4 separate regions of the Mus musculus genome follow, and regions 2, 3 and 4 are each linked to region 1. Evidence: chromatin contacts called from public HiCAR-type data. All regions are on one chromosome and are shown on one strand. The core of a region is the stretch at or near the end of the contact, and the rest is flanking DNA. Distances in the headings are between cores, read along the strand shown. Region 1 holds the start of Gtf3c2 (general transcription factor IIIC, polypeptide 2, beta). Region 2 holds the start of Nelfa (negative elongation factor complex member A, Whsc2). Region 3 holds the start of Fgfr3 (fibroblast growth factor receptor 3). Region 4 holds the start of Maea (macrophage erythroblast attacher).

Region 1 (3,262 bases), core at 372-2,871:
TCGATGCATGAATCAGTATATAACTTTTTTCAGTGAGTGACTCAACATACAAAAAAAAAATCCTTTTAAAAATTCACTTCTGAGGGAGGGTGTGGGGGACTTTTGGGATAGCATTGGAAATGTAATTGAGGAAAATACGTAATAAAAAAAATACAAAAAAAAAAAAGAAAAAATTCACTTCTAGTAAAAGGCAGTGGCAGTGAATGGTAGAATTCCTATTTAGGATCTGACAATACAAATTTTAAACAGTAAAGGAAGAAATGTTCAGTAAATTCTAACTAGGATTTTTATATCCCATACTGTCTGATTTCCTTGCTGCTTCAGGTTGCTAACCTGACTACTTTGGCAAAAGAAAAACAATTAGATAATACTTCATCTTAAACACGGACTCACTTCACATACACTGTTTAATACACTGGTTCCCAAAGTATTCCTATCATGCAACTGGTGATTTATCAGATAATTTTACTGGTCCAAAAACAAACATATTATTTGTACAAAAACCTGCAACTCACGTTTTCAGTTGATACTGCTAGAAACTAAAGAGTGTAAATCTGAATAGAACAACTTAAAACTATTAGGAAAAATGGCACTGCAGTTGATAGCGGTAAGCGGTAAAAGGTAACGTAAGCAAAGGTTAATTTGAATTTATGTAACAATCAATGTACCTCCAAGGGCAAAAAGACCTGGTTATGTCCTAAACCTGCCCAGAAAAGTGAATTACCTCCTGTGGGGGTGAAGTCGCCATCTCTGTCTTGTCCAAAAGACGGCAAACTTGCCGCGGGATAAAAGGACCAGTATAAGGAAACATAACTGGCCCTTGGCTGCGCCAATGGGGTTGCAGCGCGCGGGGCACAACCCCCGGGGTTAGAGCCACTTGGAGGAAAAGGCTGAGACACAGTAAGAGGGAATGAGCACAAGAGGACTGACTGCAATCAGACAGAGACACCACCACCTGCCATTCCCCAATCCTGGCCGTGGGGGCAGCTTTCGAGCCCCAGGCGAGCCCTGATTTCCCTAAGCCTTAAGATAACTGCAGGTTCACCCAAGTCCGAAGGCCCAACGTAACGAGTTCAACGTAAGCAGTGCAGAAACCTGAGTCCAGTTTACCGCGCTACATACACCGAATTGGGGAAGAAGGTAAGACCGGCTGGCAGAGATGGGGGATGCTCAGTGGCCCCAGTGGGGACGGAGGAGAGAGCTCGACGGTTCTCGGGAGAAGCGCAAAGGCTAGGAGGCGCGCTGTCTTGCGCGGGAGTAAGACGGGAATCGGGAATCGGTTCCCATTGCCTTAGCGCTACGGCAAAAGAATGGGAGGAGTAATTTTGGGTCCCCCGCACACCCCGTTGCGGTACACTCACCCGCGCCAAAGTCCTTCCGGAAGTCCAAGTTCGAAGATGGCGCCGCCTGTCGGGTCGCGGTTTTATGACGAAATCTTGATCGGCTCTTCCTTGCCCCGCCCCCGAGACAAGGTAAACGCAAGCTTGGTCTGGAACGCGTTTCCTGCCGAGCTTTCTTTTAAACTCTGTGTTCCATAATGCAGCGCGGCGCGGCACTGAGCCCTCCGACGCCCGCGAGCTGGAGCGTGGCTTCCGCGGCCCTAGGACACTGCAGGGCCTTCTGGGAATTTCAGCGACCGGAAGGGGAGGTCGGCGCCTGCGCGGCACCGCAGCTCCACCAGCAGCCTTGTGGAAAAGCATTGAAGAGGAAAGTGTCGCGCTTCTGCTGTCGCCGAGCGTTCCGACCTGCCTTTCCACCCAGGTTGCTGGCTTTGTGGAGAAAAGAGCCTGACCACACCTGATTCTTAACTACAGTCCCGAGCTTCGACGGACTAGGAGACAATCCCTCGCCCCCAGAGATCTCCTGATTTTCTGCTGCCAGTGAATGAGCCAAGACAGGAAGAAAATAAAGAGGAGGGCTTGGAAAGAGGCCAAGGGAAGAAAAGAGCGGGGGGAGCCTAGCCTGGGTGGGTAGGCTGCGCTTTTAAAGAGAGCATCAACCCAGGCCTCACGCCACTCCCTCACTGGGAAGTGGCCTCCGAGCAACAAGGTTTTCAGCCTTTTAAAACCATGTAGCTTTCACAGATCTGCCTTTACCCAGGAGGAGGGCGAATTAAAATGAACCGGAAGAGGTGAAATATGGCAGCTTTCCCCTTTCTAAATAGTCTTGTTCAATTATTCCCTTGGTTAAATCTTTACAAAGAGTAATGGTGCACGCTTATAATCCCAGCACTCCGGAGATGGAGTCAGGAGGATTAGCAGTTCAACGTGATCCATGACTACTTGGAAATTGGAAATCAGCCTGTACTATATTAGACCATGTCTCAGAAAAATGAGAAAGGGAGAAAACAATGGGGCACGTCAACTCCCAGACTAGGTACTCAAGGCTGAAGCAGGAAGATCTCTTGAGCTCAGGAATTCAGGTTCTACCAGGGTAATCCTGTATCCTACCAATTAAAAAAGGAAAAAGGGATTTAGCCAAAATCTGAAAGGAAAGAAAGAGAACACCCAGTTCTCCGACATCCTCTTATGCTCAAATGACAGCATTTTGAATGGCTGTCTTCCTCTTTTAGATAATAGCTCCTAAACATTTTATAGGGAGTAACAGATTTAGTGCTTTGATGAACAACATCTCTTAAAATCCTGCCTCTGGTTAAGTTCTCTTTGGTTTTATCACACAAAAAAATTTTTTTAAAATAACTTTGATTTTGGAAAAAGATTCTCAAAGTTTAAGATACAACAAGTGAAAGCTCTTTTCTTTCTTTTTTAAGATTTATTATTATATCTAAGTACACTGTAGCTGACTTCAGACTCACCAGAATCATTACGGATGGTTGTGAGCCACCACGTGGTTGCTGGGAATTGATCTCAGGACCTTCAGAAGAGCAGTCAGTGCTCTTAAATGCTGAGCCATCTCTCCAGCCTGAAGGCTCTTTTTTAAGCTTAACTAACCCTGCACGCAGTTGATCTGTTTCTCATTGTTGGTCCAGCGTATGTATTTATACTGAAATTCCCTTTTATGGAATACCATAGTTGGTCTGGAGCGCATCACGGCTCCGCATCAGCCTAAGTGCTCTCATTACAAGCACAAACCTCCATGTCTATCAATTCTTGTGTGCGTGTGAGAGAGAAACTATGCTCACATTCATGTGGGTGCTTTTCGAGGCCAGAAGAGGATGTTAGGTCACTTGGTGCTGGAAGCCATCTAACATGGGTCCTGGGAAACTGGTCCTCTAAAAGAGAAGCACACACCCTTAACCACT
Region 2 (3,262 bases), core at 449-2,948, 2.8 Mb after region 1:
GGGTAACTCACACACAAAAAGAAAGCTAAGCAGCAGAACAAGCAAATAGTACAAAGTTCAACCAAACAATCCTACTAATATCTAAATACCTGACCTACTTGTTTTAGTGAGTATAATTCAATAAAACCATTTTGAAAGGCCACCTGGTATAATCCTACTGTCACCTCCAATGTTACTTCTAGAGTTCACATGAACATGTATTGTATCAGTCACAACAGAACAAACATGAAACAGAAAAACACAAACACACACACACACACACACAAAATGAATGAGAAAAACCAGCCACAACCTAATCGTCCATTTGCTGTCTGCTTGAAGAATGGAACCCCATAATTCGGAGTAAATCAAACTGTCTGCAACAACTTGGATGAATCTGTCCAGGTGTTTACCAACAGAAGACACACCCACACCACACGGAAAATGAATATAACGTGGAAACCTGTTGCCGTATTAAATTCAAATGAGGCAAACCCCAAATACTCGTGTGTGCTAGGAATGCACACACGATTGATAACCCTGCCAAAATAAAACCAAAAAAAAAAAAAAAAAGCCTCCTGCAGGAAAGAGGAATGGAGGTGCTTTGGAGGGACCAGCCTTGTTTTCATGTGTGGAGATAACAGGAGTCATTTAGCTAGCTCTCAGTATTTTTTAAACCGAATAAATATGCAGTTTTGTGTATATGGTATAGTGCAGCAATAAAAATTAATGATATAAAAATAATACAATAACTGGAAATGTTTAAAAACTAAGGTAACTCGGTGTTTTTAGCTGCTATCAGATGTAGTGGCCCAGACCTCCAGAGATTGAGACTGGAGGATACCAAGTATGAGATCAACCTGGGCTACACAGTGAAACTATACATATATTATTTGCGTATGTATTTGCAAAGCATAGTATAAGTTAGAGAGATGCAATGTGGAACAAGAGTACACTGAAAAGAAGCCACAGAATAGCCGGGCGTGGTGGCGCACGCCTTTAATCCCAGGAGGCAGAGGCAGGCGGATTTCTGAGTTCAAGGCCAGCCTGGTCTACAATGTGAGTTCCAGGACAGCCAGAGCTATACAGAGAAACCCTGTCTCAAAAAACAAAAACAAAACAAAACGCCACAGAATAGAGATGAACGCAAGCCGACTGATATTTGGTAAGGCAAAAGCAACAAAATTAAGGTCAGCAGTCACATGGAAAGTTGCACTAACAGCCCCGAACCAAGAGTAGCTTCGGAGCTGAAGCATCCAGCACTGCGGAAGGGGCGGGCCTGGCTGTTGTGGCCATGGCCCCACGACCCCCGAACGCGACAGCGCCCAGCGGCTGGAAGTACTAAGGTGTAGGGGCTAACGGCGCCAAAACGGAGCTGCGCGCGGCCGGCGGGAGAAGGGCAAGGTGCGGCGCCGGAGCCGGCGGGAGGCAGGAGCGGTGCTCCGGCCGGAGAGAGGCTGGCCCGCGTCCTCACCTCGTCCACGGTGCGGCGCGGGAGATGCAGCGTCCCGAGCAGTAGCTTGAGCTTCACGGCCGAGGAGAGGCGGTGGAAGCAGAGGCGGATGTTATCGATGACCGCGGCGGTGAGCAGGGACGCGATGCTGGGTGGCGCCCACAGCTCGTCCGTGGCGCCCAGCTTGTTGTGCAGCCACAGGCCGGTGTCACTCTCCCTCATGGAAGCCATCTTGGCGGCGGCAGCGCGCGTCGGCCGGCATCTTACGCGGACGCCTACGTGTCCCCGGCGAGGACCCCCAACATGGCGGCACCCGTTGGCGCGGGGCGGGGTCTCGAGTGCAACTGCAAATGGCCCCGCCTTCTGGAGGCTTCGAGCCGAGGCGCAAGAACAGGGAGTGGGCGGTGAGTCTCCGCGAAAAGAACTCTGGGTTTCCGTAACGCATGATGGCGGCACCTACTAGGGCGCCGGGCAATGCCGTAGCCATTTGAGTCGCATCCGTGTGTCGTCGAGATGTTCCGCTCAGAGTACCGCAGTGAGGCGCAACAGTTTGGTTTCCCGGTGTGCGGCTCATTGGAAGGAGTCCGGAGAGCGCGCTGGGCTCGTTCTCCACAGACAGTCTTGAATGGCCCTTGCCCGTCCTGCATACAGTGCTGCCTCAGGTCCGCATACAGGTCCGTTCCGTGTCGGGGATGTCACTAGGCCATTTCCCATGGTTATGTGGTCGCGATGGCTGTGGTTAATCATCAGGGCAATTGCAAAGTAGTTCAGAGTACGGTCTTTCAAAGGCTGATCCTCCACAGCTGCTGAGAAGCCTAAATTCACCCTGTAGTGTCTCTCTTTATCAGAACTTGACAGTGTAGTTCTGTCCATCCTTCGAACTCACTCTGTAGACCAAGCTGGCCTCAAATTCCGAGATCCACTTACCTCTGCCTCCCAAGTACTGGGATTAAAGCCCTAGGCCACTCACAAGGCAGTGTCAGCAAAAGTGGCAGTAGGGCACGACTCTGGTCACAGATATTTAGGAGATTGAAAAGGATCGGTTGGGCCGAGGAGGTAGAGGCCATCCTGTGCAAAATAGTGAAACGAATCTCTTAAAACACTAAGTATCCTGGGAGTGGTGGTTCATGTCTGTAATTCCTGGAATTTGAGCTCAGATAGGAGGGTTTGAGTCCATTTTGAGCCACAGAATGAAAATATATAACTAAATGTAAATTGTTTTCTCCTAATTGAAATATTTCATGAAGAGGGGAGAGCAGCTCTTAAGACTTAGCATGGTAATTAAATGTACAAGCCTGAGGAAACTTGGAAAGGCATAAGACTCACTAGGCCACTTCCCATGGTTATATTAACAACTATTGACAGAAGAGACTGTGGAATTGCCTGATTCAAGGGACTGGGAGCCTCAGGTATCCAGCATTTGGTGACAGCTGTAGTGGAGTGGTCTTTCCTGACACTTTAAGTTACTCAGACTTGCCTGGTGGTGGTGGCACACACCTTTAATCCCAGCACTTGGGATGAAGAGGTAGGTGGATTTCTGAGTTCGAGGCCAGCCGGGTCTACAGAGTGAATTCCAGGACATCCAGGGCTACACAGAGAAACCCTGTCTTGGAAAAAAAAAATGTTGCTCATCCTTGAAGTAGGTTTTTGCTACTTTGTGGGTTCTTTTTCCCACCCTTCATCCTCCCATCCATTTCACCCTCTATCATTAGATAGAGAAGGAAGGATAGAGGAGGAGGAGAGAGAGAGAGATCCCTGAATCTAGTTTCTTCTTTGAGCACCGCTACTAACAAACCACAATCCCCTCCCCCTGCTCCCAATGGCTAACAA
Region 3 (3,262 bases), core at 294-2,793, 2.5 Mb after region 1:
CCCTGCTTAGAGTCCTCTTTCCTGCATGTGTAGCCCATTGGAAAACAAGGTAGCTTGAGAGAGATGGTCTGTTGGGCCATGGGGTTCAGAGAACAACCAACACTGGCCTGAGATTCCTGACTGGGTATTTCTAACAAGGAGGTCATCTCAGAAATAAAGAAGTATTGCTGTTTGGATGGATGCTCAGCTCCCAGTTACAGAGTGTGGAGGGTTCTGATAAATCCTCCAGACGAAGGGCGTGGAAATAGGGGTCAGAGCTCACATTCTGGTTCATTTACTGATAACTAATCTGCCAATAGATTAGGGGAGAATGTCTGCTATGACCCCCTGGGGTGGCATCCTGGGAGAGGACCTGTGGGCAGCTGCCTGGGGGTGCCATGGGAACCCAGGACTGGATTCTAGCCAGTCTGCAGGGAGGGGTCCTTGGCCAGAGCAGGAGTAACAGTAGGCAGAGCTGCCCAGCTCTAGGGTGGACACACAGGGATGAGAGCATGAGGGTTCTGGGGCCAGGGCTTTCCCTGCTCAGCTATCTGGGAAAGATAAGGGTGATGAGTAAGCCAGTGAAAGGTGTTCGTAACCCACGAGCCATTCCCCCCCCCACCCCCCCCATGAGCAGTTTTAAGTTCTTCAAGCCACATACAGCCAGACTGGGCAGAAGCACTGAGCCAGGTCCCCATGTATCTGGCTCCCATAGGCTTCATCAGACCTTGTGGAACTTGTCTGAAAGTGAGACAAGGTTCCCTGCCTTGTGAGGGTAGAGAGGCCATCAGTCACAGGGTGGTTGCTGTTACAGAAGTTCTGCCAGGCAGGACCTACAGCTTGCCAGCATGATGGGGTGACCAGGCTGATCCTCCAGGGACCAGCTGTCATTGTGACACTCCCCAGATGGAATGTGTCCCACATGATGGGCGTGCTGTGCTAGGACATCCATAGGTTGGAGTTCAGGCAGCCTTAGGGTAGGGCAGGCTCCCCTGCTTTGTATCCCCAGCTCTTCTCGCTATTCCGAGAGGCTGGGTAAGTTTCTTCCAAAACCTGTGTGTTCTTGGGGAAGTGTGGACATCGTTCCTGAGCAGGATGCAGGCAGCTGGTTAGTTTGATAAATACAGCAGCGTGTCCGTCTTTTCTAGGGTGCAATCCCTGGGTCTTTCATCATGTAAACTCTGCTCCATCCTTCACTGGAAGACCTGTTCACACGTATTTGTATTTGTCTTCCTGGAACTGTCAGGCTTTGTACCTGAGGATTTAGTGCTCTTTGCACAGGGTTCATTCAGCTCAGGGGGCCAGTTCACTGTGAAGACGCCCTAACACCTAGACCCCCACCGAAGTCAACCTTCTGAGCCCTTGAGCACAGCTTTATTGGAGGGAGAAGCGTGCTGGTAGACAGTCCTGAGCTCGGCATTGCTTCAAGGGGTCGAGCGTGCGACCCTTGCCTCGCCTGCTCCGCCCCAGCTGGGCTCCCACGCCCTCTGGGACCGCCCGGCGCCCCCGCCTGACCACGCCTCTTCGGATCTCCCGCCCCCTGGCCGCCGGGGAAGGGGAGTGTTCGGGGCGTGGCGGGAGCACCCCCCAACCCCCGCCCGGGCTGCTGCGCGCCGGGCAGCCCCAGTTCAGTGCACTGTGGCAGCGGGGGTGGCGGGAGCAGCTGGCGCCGTGCGATCCACTCCGGCGGGGGGACTCAGTGGTGGGCGGCCGGCCACTGGGACAGAGGAGACCCTGGAAAAGCGGGCCGAGAGACGGAGCCGCGCGTGGTGAGTTGGGCTCTAGCGGCCGCCAGGTTAGTGTGAAGGACTCGGCTGGCACTCGGAGGTTCCGGGCGGGCTCAGAAGCAGTCAGGGGGTGAGATATGCGGGAAGTGGAGCGGTTCGTAAGTGCGGCGAGGCCGGGGCAAGGCGCGGGCTTCCCGCTCTGGAAAGTTTGCGGCTACTGCCTCCGTCCTGGGAGGGCTCTGCGGCAACCAGGGAGGGAAGGAGGAGGGAGGAACCGCGGCTGGGAGGAGGCGGCCGGCGCCAGGCAGCCCGGGAGAGAGCTAGGAGTCGGCGGGCGGGGCGGCCGGGGGTCGGGGTTCAGGAGCGAGGCCGCGCTTCCCCGCTGCCCTCCGGAGTAACTCAGTGCTCTCCTCCTGTAGTCTCCACAGAGGCGTTCTCCCACCGGCGCCGGAGCCGGGCGTGGGGGGTTGCAGCATGCCCGCGCGCGCTGCTTGAGGACGCCGCGGCCCCCGCTCTGGAGCCATGGTAGTCCCGGCCTGCGTGCTAGTGTTCTGCGTGGCGGTCGTGGCTGGAGCTACTTCCGAGCCTCCTGGTCCAGAGCAGCGAGTTGTGCGGAGAGCGGCAGGTAAGGACTGACCCAAGGTGTTCTTCTGGGGGCCGGCCCTGAATCACAGGGGCTTTGGCAATGGTGAACAGCCCTTGGGTGAGGAAGGGGCGTCGGGTTGATTAGCACCACAGGGGCTAGTGCGCCGAGGTTTGTCCCCTGCCCCGCAGATCGCTGTCAGCTCGGACGCGGCAGTTTATAGGGGTGTCTGTAGGCTGGGAGCCACCACCCAAGTGCGAGGCGTCACGTGGACCGGTGCCCGTGACGGTGGTCCCAGGCAGAGGGGCGTTGGGAAGGCGCGCGAGCTGACTTCCCACGATTCCTATTGTTGCTTCTCGAATTTGAGAGGAGGAAAAATGCCTGTTATTGATTCAGCCGTTCTCCCGGAACAGTTCTTCCTCTGCTTCAGCTAAAGGAAGGCTGGACGTTGCGGGGTGGATAGTAGTATCCCAGCCAAAGCTCAGCTTCAGGGTTTCGCATGACAAGGTGACAGCTTCAGTGCGGCTGCTCCCCTCTTATCCTGTAGGCGGCCTGAGGGGTCGGTTCCCAGGGGCGCGCACAGACTGCCCTTCAGGCCGCACGCTGGGAGATGAGGGGCGGTTGTCCCAGGATCTTGGCGCCGCCTAGGTAGTCCCGCTGGCCACCAAAGTCCGATGGGACACTTGAATGCCCTCAAACGGGGCCCGGAGGCCAAGGATGCGAAAGGGAGCCACGGTCCGCTCTGCGTCCCTTGGTTGCCCGGAGGTGCGACGCGCGCGGCCCCCGGCTGTGCCCGGTGGCAGCGTGGCAAAGCAGAGCAGCGGTCTGGCGGGAGGCCGCGCGAAGGGAGGCTTTCGCTCGGTAAGTTGTCGCCCCACCCGAGCTGAGGCCCGAACAGCCGCTCCTTTGTACCTCGGCGGCCACAAACCGCGCATTGATGGCGGCGCGGCCTCTCGGGGAGGTGCGAGTGCGG
Region 4 (3,262 bases), core at 512-3,011, 2.2 Mb after region 1:
GGGTTTCCCCACTAGGCTCTTTCACTGACAGCATCAGAGAAGAATATATGTTTCTCTCTTTGGGTTAGTTTTGAATCCAGGAAGCCACAAAGTTGGCCTCTAAGGGGGCCAACATCATATATTACAGCCCTGGACTTAAATGTGACCATGTAAGAGAGTCAGACAGAATGGCTACAGAGGGGAATATGTAATGCCACTGTGCAAATGTGGACTGGAGGACTCACAGTCACTGATTTCTTCATCATCTAACTCTATAAGACTAAAGACTAGGGGGAGGGAGGCATGGAACCTGCATGGGAGATGGTATCATCTGAGAAGGGGCACAGAAGATCTGTGAAACAAGAGAATCTCTGTTGAGTTCGAGGCTAGCCTGGTCTACATAGAGTTCCAAGATAGAGTCTCAAGGAAAAACAAAACAAAGATCCAGTTCTGTAAAATACAAAAGACAACTTAATGTAGAAGTCATTTCCTAAGGAATGAAATGTAATTCCATTTTTAATTTTAAAAGCAGGCGAGGAGGGCTGGAGAGATGGCTCATGGGTTAAGAGCACATGCTGGTCTTGTAGAGAACTCAAGTTTAGTACTCAGCACCCATGTGCTTGTCTCACAACAATCTGTAACTCTAGTTCCTGGGGGATCTAACGCTCTCTTCTGGCTTCTGCAGAAATCATGCAAACGTGAGGTAGGTTCAATTCACCAAAAAAAAAAAAAAAAAAAAAAAAAAAAAAAAAAAAAAGCCATTCAGTTCAGATAAAGGGTTTTAGTGACCCTCAAGTTTATTGTCTGGCTACCAACAAATGGCCAAATTGAGTTCAAAATAGAAGAATTAGAATGTAGGTAAAAGGCATGATAATTAAGCAATCTCAGTCAAGGTGTGGTCTGGTTGATAGTTACTTCAATTCTGTTTTTCAGGTGGTTTAAAGAAGTCCTCATTGCCTTAGGGAACAGACTGATTCTCAGGTCTTGTGACATGTGCTGTAGGGTGAAGCCTACATCACAGATAATTGCTTTCACTCAGGAGCCCTGGAAGATCCACGTTGCTTAGTTTATCAGAAAGATGTTAACTGATCATTACTATTGCTCCAGGAATTCAACTTGACTACAAGTTTAGGTCAGGGACTGGACACCTTCAGACGCCTTTTGGACCCCAAATCAAGGATTCATCGCTTTTTCACAAATGCAGTTCCCAAGTGTTCCTTATGTTATTACTGGCAGGAAAGCACAGCTGCTCGATAGCCCCTCCCTGTCTTATTCTATTGTAAACATTCTTTATCTTTTATTGGGAAGCCCGCTCTTGGACGCCAGAGCTGTTAATCGGCGAAAATGGAGATGAAGGAAAGTAGTTCCCGGATGGCAAAAACCGCACCCCTAAGTGACCATTCAGAGATAACGGCCACCGAGCGCTGAGGCAGGGCCTGTGACCACTACGGGAGGCGACTTCGGAGGTGTGTGTGTGGGGGGGGGGTGCGACCACAACGTGAGTCGTCTCAGCCCCAACCCTCCGAACGTCCATGGCGTCGGGATCCCCGCTCTACTAAATCCGCATCTGCGGCCTACGCCAGCGGACAATTCAATGAGGAAGCCGCTCTCTAGAGCTGCCGGCGATTGGTCGAGCCCGTGAAAGATGATTGGCTCTGGCCTTCTTCCGCTCGGGCGGCCCGGTGACACGATTGGTGCAGACTCATAGCCGCTCCGCCTGCTCCCGTACGTAGCACGTCACTATCCGGCGTGCCCCGTACCCGCCTCCTCCGCTCGGCCGGCCCAAGATGGCGGTGCAGGAGTCGGCGGCCCAGCTGTCCATGACCCTGAAGGTGCAGGAGTACCCGACCCTCAAGGTGCGTTCTAGGCGCGGCTAGGGTCGCCACCGCATCTTGGGAGGGGTCGTGGTGGTGCAGGGGCTGGGTCGCTGCCGGAGTCGCTTCTGGAGGGACTGCACGGCCGGGGGCGGGGTCGGGGGCGGTGGGGCTGCGGCTCTCCAGCGCGATGGGCACGGGCCGGGGCCTCCCGATGGGGCCAAGGGGGACCTCTCGGTGTACTGTGACCTAGGTGGTGCGGGGCGACAGAGTCAGAGGGCTTCCGAGGCCCGGGCGGCGGGGCCTGAGCCCTGCCTCCCACCCAGCCTTCAAAGCCGAGAGGCTGCGGGCCGTGCGAGTGCGGGCAGCGAGGCCACGGCCGGGGCGGCGGGCACTAAAGAACCAGGGGCCCTGGACGCGGAGGTGGGTCGCGGCGGCCCCGGGGCGTCCTTCCGGAAGCTCGGCCTGGGGCGTGGCGGGCATGCCTCTGGTGCTAATTAGGGGGCCAGTGGGGAGCACTGGCGACCCGGTGGCACCCCGCCTCGCTGGGCGTCCCCAGAACTCCAGCGCAGCTCCTGCCCTTGGTTTCCGGGGCGTGACCTTGGGTGGTCGCTGCGCCAGTGCGTTCCTTTAGGACAAACGTTCATCCCCGCCGGAAGACTGGGAGGCTTCAGTTGCTAGAGGGCTTGATGGTACCGGATGGACTGCGGTGAAGTACCTGGGAAGAAAAGCCTTAAGAGGAAGAAAAAAATTCTTTGGTTCCAAGGAAGGCCGGCAGAGCCTTCGTGTTCTACATTCCTTGGCTGAGGTCTGGGCAGCTTTTCTTCTGGAGCTCTTGGCACCTCATCCATCTCTTTGGTGACCCAGTGGTTGTTTGGTGGTGGGTGGGTGGGTCGTTTAGCTAAGGTTGAAGACTACAGGTTCTAGGCGAGACCGCTTTTTCTGTGCTTAGGGAGACCCAGATTGTATGGGAGGCACCTGACTTCTGCTGGTGTTCCCTTGTCTGATGTAAGCCCTAGGGAGCACTTGTTTTCCTCCCCGAGGGTGAAGTGAGCGAGCTTATATTGCACATGGAAGTCTTGGCATTCCCTGGAAGGCATCTCTTGTCATTGTCCCTGTGACATCTGACTGCTCTGGAGTAGTTTGTCTTCACAGGAGGGCAGAAGCAAGGCCCAGCTGGCCTTCTTCTATAGTTGGTGAGCAGCCATATTTGATCAATGTTTTGTATCCTGTGCTTTATTTGACTAAGGAAGGGAGCAAACACCACCAGTCTTTTTTGTCAGATGTTCAAAATGTATGGCTTGGGGGAGTAGGAGGTACTTGTGACAGACCTCGGTCTTGTACGTGCTAGGCCAATGCTCTGCTACTGAGCTACATCCTCAGGCCTTGTTTTCTTTCTTTCTTTTCTTTTCTTTTCTTTTCTTTTCTTTTTTTTTTTTTTTTTTTTTTTTTTTGAGGCAGGCTTCTGT

The links. HiCAR-type assays count read pairs that join an accessible place to other places.
Region 2: a contact with region 1 is called in a HiCAR-type map of astrocytes, with 7 times the contacts expected there. The contact joins the promoter of Nelfa here to the promoter of Gtf3c2 in region 1. A contact is called at or near these places in 2 of 39 promoter capture datasets (liver and pre-B cells), 1 of 115 datasets of contacts at active chromatin or transcription factors (astrocytes) and 2 of 9 other capture datasets (adipose tissue and liver).
Region 3: a contact with region 1 is called in a HiCAR-type map of astrocytes, with 8 times the contacts expected there. The contact joins the promoter of Fgfr3 here to the promoter of Gtf3c2 in region 1.
Region 4: a HiCAR-type map of astrocytes shows a contact between it and region 1, with 9 times the contacts expected there. The contact joins the promoter of Maea here to the promoter of Gtf3c2 in region 1. A contact is called at or near these places in 1 of 39 promoter capture datasets (liver) and 1 of 115 datasets of contacts at active chromatin or transcription factors (astrocytes).

Annotation. Positions count from the first base shown.
Region 1 is chr5:31,178,523-31,181,784 of GRCm38.p6, forward strand. It overlaps Gtf3c2 (general transcription factor IIIC, polypeptide 2, beta), which reads right to left and starts at 1,622. Exons shown (of 19, transcript NM_027901.2): 1 at 1,362-1,622.
Region 2 is chr5:33,934,573-33,937,834 of GRCm38.p6, forward strand. Nelfa (negative elongation factor complex member A, Whsc2) reads right to left here and starts at 1,699. Exons shown (of 11, transcript NM_011914.3): 1 at 1,454-1,699. The coding sequence starts at 1,663.
Region 3 is chr5:33,720,181-33,723,442 of GRCm38.p6, forward strand. Fgfr3 (fibroblast growth factor receptor 3) reads left to right here and starts at 1,544. Exons shown (of 18, transcript NM_008010.5): 1 at 1,544-1,748; 2 at 2,126-2,331. The coding sequence starts at 2,229. RefSeq lists promoters at 1,389-2,229, 1,389-1,593 and enhancers at 1,749-2,125, 1,956-2,014.
Region 4 is chr5:33,333,811-33,337,072 of GRCm38.p6, forward strand. It overlaps Maea (macrophage erythroblast attacher), which reads left to right and starts at 1,762. Exons shown (of 9, transcript NM_021500.2): 1 at 1,762-1,835. The coding sequence starts at 1,767.